Regions from separate parts of the Bombyx mori genome. Here region 2 is linked to region 1. A link is a contact called in public Hi-C data. All regions are on one chromosome and are shown on one strand. Each heading gives the region's core, a stretch centred on a gene start, on an enhancer-like site or on the middle of the called end of the contact. The rest is flanking DNA. Distances are from core to core; before and after follow the strand shown.

What was found. A called contact is a pair of places that touch in the nucleus more often than the background predicts.
Region 2: a Hi-C map of middle silk gland shows a contact between it and region 1, with 3 times the contacts expected there. The contact joins the enhancer-like site here to the promoter of LOC101743642 in region 1. A contact is called at or near these places in 7 of 7 Hi-C or Micro-C datasets (middle silk gland, midgut, posterior silk gland and 2 more).

Annotation. Positions count from the first base shown.
Region 1 is chr12:602,567-605,602 of ASM3026992v2, forward strand. It overlaps LOC101743642, which reads left to right and starts at 1,584. Exons shown (of 7, transcript XM_021348484.3): 1 at 1,584-3,036. It overlaps LOC101744940, which reads left to right. Exons shown (of 7, transcript XM_038014441.2): 7 at 1-916.
Region 2 is chr12:650,478-653,513 of ASM3026992v2, forward strand. The region is part of intron 2 of LOC101743642; the gene reads left to right. Among protein-coding and RNA genes, the nearest start is that of LOC101745085, 26 kb to the right of the region's middle. Within about 2 kb of position 1,539, at least 4 of the 8 cell types and tissues checked have open chromatin away from gene starts, as enhancers often do.

The DNA.
Region 1 (3,036 bases), core at 334-2,833:
TAGGTGTCTATGGGTTCCAGTAACCACTTAACACCAGGTGGGCTGTGAGATCGTCCACACATCTAGGCAATAAAAAAAAAACATCAGATTCATCATTTTGGCAGTACTGAAGGGTGGTTCAGTATTGTTTATATTCCAATTTATAGCCAGGTAAACATAGTCAGTAAAATCAGTCCAATAAAAAAGTCGGGTCAGAAGAAAATAGCAGAGAGCACACCAAAAACAGTCACTTCGCACAACGACAGAAGGCTGCGTCATGCAATGGCGTCATCGATAGGCACTGGTGTTGCCAACAACATCCCACCTACATTGTACCTAACATCAATTATTTTTCTATTTGTTTTTTGTATTTATATAGTTAGTTAAAAGAATAATAAATATAATTGTGTTTTATTATAATCACAACGTGGTTATTGATCACAAGTAATCATTGCATTCGATTTTACTTATCAGCTTTCGATTTTTAGAGTAACATCCCTAGTGTTTAAAAAGAAAAAGTGTTAACTGACGAAACATTGTAACAACGTTCAGTTCTTTAGATCAGAAATTGTTTATTATTGTTAGAATGGTTTATTAGTGAAAGCAAATCGTAAAATTACTCGTATCGATCATTATTACAATAAATATGTAATCATAATTGAAAAAAGTGTGCAGTTGTAACAAAACGAAAAAATATATTATTTTGCCCGCCGTTACAAGGCTACGTTGTTGAATTTTGATGAATTGTCAAATGTTACCTATTAAAATGACCTATGTGTAGAGATTGTAATTTTTACATATTTTTAGGTATAATTGTATATTTATAGGTATAATTGTATTTTTATAAATAAATATTGTTGTATAGTTATAAGGTGCATTTTTGTAACGACCTAAGAATGTAAAAAAAAATTAAAGATATGTAAAGTCAAGTTATTAAGTCGTGGATTGTATTTACTGTAGTAAATTAATATAAAGCTTTTAAAACAAGTCCACACACAAAGCTGGTAAGTTTCGTCCGGGCGCCCGCAACGACACTCGCCGATATAAGTTCGAATAAAAGCAGTTGAAGTCGTCGCAGGCTGTGGGGCGAAGCGCCCGACGCGCTCGGACCGGACGCGGCGCCCGGGGCTCGAATCCCGCCGGTGGGGACCGATTTTACTGATGAATATCCATACTTGATACTAACGATTGACTCCCACGGTGAAGGAATAACATTGTGTAGTAAAAATCAAACCCGCAAAATTATAGTTTTCGTAATTACTGGTGGTAGGACGTGTTGTGAGTCCGCGCGGGTAGGTACCACCGTTCTGTCTATTTTTGCCGTGAAGCAATAATAATACGTTTCGGTTTGAAGGGTGGGGCAGCCGTTGTAACTATACTGAAACCTTAGAACTTATATCTTGGGTGGCGCAATTACGTTGTAGATGTCTATGAGCTCCGGTGACCACTAAATCCCAGGTGGGCCATGAGCCCGTCCACACATCTAAATAATAAAAATAAAAAACAAATCTGAGGTACACATGTTTGTCTAAGTGTACACGCCTGTGCTTCCGAGTGAGCTCTCTGTTCGATGTTGTCCAATAAAATTAAACAATCAAATATGACTTTTATTTATTAATTATTAAGAGAATACAAATGATTTGTAAAACACTTCATTTATTTGGAATAATAAACTCGCGCTCTAAGCAACGCATTATAAATTACAAAAATAGTGCAGTGAACATTAATGTTATGTTACCAGACTACCTTATTTGTATCTTCGAAAATAAACTAAACGTCCATGTAAAATGTAACAGCATGTGAAAAGTGATACAATATAACTGTTATACTATCTGCGTGATGCGATGGTCAGAAGTGTTTACGGCGCTCCTCATGTTATCCGGCTACCGAACCATAAATACGCAATATAAATCATATAGTGTAGAGACACCTCGGAACCTTGCTCTCGCGAGGATGGTAACCGTCCAGGCTGTTCACACACACTCGAGTACTAGGTGGCGACGGTCACGTCCCGGTATATATCGGAGTGTCTAGTATATCAGAGAAAGTGTGAAAGTAGCCCCGGTAATTAACAAATTAAAAAGCGGACGGTTAGCGTGGTATGGATATGTGATGCGTAGAAAGAAGATGCGTGTGACTAGGTGTGTGGAAATGGTAGTGTAAGGTAAAGGGAGAAGAGGTCGTCCGAAGATGACATGGATGGAGTGTGTGAATGACGATATGAGAGAAAGAGGAGTGAGCGTTGAGATGCCGGCTGATAGAATATAATGAAATAGAAAAATTCGCTATGCTGACCTAGTGGGATAAGGTGGAGAAAAAGAAGAAGAAGAGATGTCCTGATGTAGTGTACTATCTATTGATGATCCATTAGGTGATAACGAATACGGACTGACGACAGTACGTACTATCCGGAGCTCGAAGGAGCCAAACTTGTTTACACGTAAGCTCGGGCGTTTTCTTAGTAAAATCCTCATTCAATTCGTTGAATACAATTTTTACTTTTATTTGTTCAGTTACTTTAGAAGTCGATCATGGTTTATTCAAAAATACAGATTCCTGTTAGAAACCTTGAAACTGTAAAAACCAAAAAAATCTTGCAAGAATATACATAGATTTAGACAGACAAAAACCCTTTTTTTGAAATGCGCGCCTTTTATTAATGTCAGACATCATGAGATAGCTGTAGTTTGCACTCTTCGCACGTGGAAGGTAATAACAGACATGGCGTCGCGCGTTTCATTATGGCAACCAGTGTAAGACTTGGTTAGTACTATTATAGATTATTTATTTACTTTTTGTAAATATTATTAAGCGTGTTTTAAATTATCAAAATATATTTACGATGTATGATGCATGATCGTGTAAATTAAGAGAAAATCTAGAAGCAAGTAAATCATCTTTAATAAACTGTCAGTTTTTTTTCTCTCGACCTAATCGTTGGTAGCCTAAGGGACTGTTGTAGCTACGCCCGGACGGGTAGGCAAGCTCACGGGCTCAACCTGAGAGAGAGTGCCAACACTGGCCCTAGCAAGATCAATATGCTGAATCTACCACGGA
Region 2 (3,036 bases), core at 289-2,788, 48 kb after region 1:
TCATTCTCGTTTGTATGTGCGGCGAGTACTCTCAAACCAGTTTAGAATCTTGTCGAGATCATTACCATATCCATAGAACGGATTCAAGAATAACAAACAACGAATTACGAATATCAGCAGACGTTATAGTTCGGATCAGCCGAAGCTCAAATTGGATATTCTTTTCAGATGTCATGAGTTATACAAAATGTTCACGGTGACTCACGGTAACATCGTATCGATAGCTCCTTTTGCATTCTTTGTAAAAGAATTTATATTTGTTTGTTAAAAAAATATAATCAAAACCGTCCATTTGTCCGTGCCTTTACACTAAGCGCATATATCTTGTACTAGACTAGTACTTCCAGTGGGAGCGTTACAAAGAAAATAATTAACTTTTCGGACAGATCTTACAATTTGCACCTCAGTTTTGAGCCTCAAACCGTACTGTTTTTCTATTATGCATAGAAATAGATAGTAATTCAAATAATACATTATAGAGCAAGGCAGGTCATTGAATAATTCAATCGAAGATTTGTTCCAGTCCAACACATATCAACAGAGAAATAATAATAATATACCCTAATGAGAGTTATATTTAACATAAAGAACCCCTACAGAGACGGTCGTTTGCGTTCATACCAGGATAGCGGTTAAGGCCACGTCCGACGCTTCGAACGAATGTATTGAAATTATTTGGTTCACGGACCTCGATGACCTTTTGGCTTCAGTCGTTTACCGCAAATGCCACCTGCCCGACCATAAAATAATACTCAACTTCTATTATTATATTGTAAATCACGCCGACCTCATGCTTCCAGCTTATTAGCCGTACATTGTTTAAGAAGACGCGTGATGTATGTATGTGGAAACAACTTAGAATATGTAGAGACGGTACCTACGTCTCTACTCATTGCTATACCATAGAACAACACTGATACCCACGGTACCCGGCCATACTGGTATAGGGCGACGTGAAGTTATTTAATTTGGCATGTCCATTGGTTATATAAATAGATGGGTGGACGAGCTCACAGCCCACCTGGTGTTAAGTAGTTACTGGAACCCATAGACATCTACAGCGTAAATGCGCCACCCACCTTGAGATATAAGTTCTAAGGTCTCAGTTACAACGGCTGCCCCCCCCTTCAAACCAAAACGACAACGGCTGCCCCCCCCTTCAAACCAAAACGCATTACTGCTTCACGGCAGAAATAGGCAGGGTGGTGGTACCTATCCGTGCGGACTCACAAGAGGTCCTACAACCAGTAACTATATAGTTAAATTTAACAAAAAAATTACATTTCATTGGAATAACGTCTACCCTAAGCTTCAAAGTGGAACGCGCGGTATATAAATAGCCAAAATAAGTAATCGTACGAGCTCACAGCATGTCATGTCACTCACACATGTAAAACTAGTTAAATTGATATTATCACAGACTGCCAAATGTACTGTATTTGCTTATCGACGATAAAAATCAATGTGTTCGAGTTATACAACAGTTGTACTTAATATACATGCTCCACACTATTCCGCTTGTGAATAATTGAAAGACACCGACGAGTTGTTCTGCTCCGATGTTATCTCCAACTTCAAATGTCATTTACATCCGTCAATCTTACTGAAGCGTTACCGGCTAAGATATAAGAACTAAATTCGTAAAGCACTACAGTCGAAATAGTGGTAAAGTTATCGTGGGAAAACGAAGATCAAGATTCAATGCGCCGTTGACGCGAGCGAGTCACGAAACGTCAAAATGTCCTGCTGTAACCACGAGTTTCGTGTTTATGTGTGTAATATTAGGTAGTATTTTGAATAGGTATCGTTATGGTTTATCTAATTAGCAAATGCTGCATCATTATTTATTATCTGCGCCAACCGGTCTCAAAAAGACAGATTGCTTTTGAAACTTCAAAGACAAACTCTAAACCCGGATCCTTGAAAGGTTTTATTTATCTATAAATAGCAGTCTGAAGTAAAACTGATAAGTTCATATTATGATAATCGCCTGATACTCATACTCGTATCTCTTCAAAAATAACAATGATGAAACGTGTGTACAATATGTACATATATTATGAAAGATCACGATAAGCTTAATATTTATCGAATGAATTGCATATTATAGTAAGAAAACATTATATACTTCATTATTTCTTAATGTAAATCATCAAAAATTAAAATCATTATGGTTATAAAATGTGTAAATAGATAATTAATAGTTATTATTTAAATTCGCAGCTTTAAATGGGATTTTTATTTTCAGTAAATAAATATATAAACTATAGTTTTTTAAATAATAAAAAATAAAAAAACTATGGTAACGACATGAGACACGATATGCAAATGGAAAATGATGAATGGTACGTGGCATCAGTTGCGTCGATATCCTAACATCACACAATGGGTCCTGCAGGATAAAGTTTGTAAATCAGTATCGCTATTGAGTGACAGACGGACAACGCACAAAAAACATTGAAACGTATGGCAGCGTATCTAAATGCCGCAATCTAAAGTTTTTCACGTTCGTCTGTCCGTGTATTTTTACTCGCTACTAAAGTATACAATAAAATTCCAGTGGACATTAGGCATTAAGCGCAAGCGACGCTTTTAGATCGTTTTTTTTTTTTATATAGAGGTCGCCAAACGGATTTTTTATTTCATTATCCGGCCGCTGGAAGAAGGTCTTTCTAGCGGATGGCGATCGCACGATGTAGTTTTGAGGAGAGGTTTTATTGCTTTTATCATTGGGTTGAGGAGGGCGACAAAAAATATGTGTGATTAAGAAATAAATCGTTGTGTCAACTTGGAGTGAATTTTTGTCATTTAGTGCTAAATGTGATATTGGTTTTAGCGTATTCTTCCGACGGCCGGATAATAGGCAATAGTTGTTGCGATATGCGGATCTCTGACTGACTTGATGGTACAGTAGATAGCGCCTCTGTTGCGCTGAGGGTCGTGGGTTCGATTCCCACATCGGGCAAACAATCGTCTGATGAACAGACTCGTTTGATTTTGTCTCGGTCTTTATAACACATATTCTATATTGGGGCC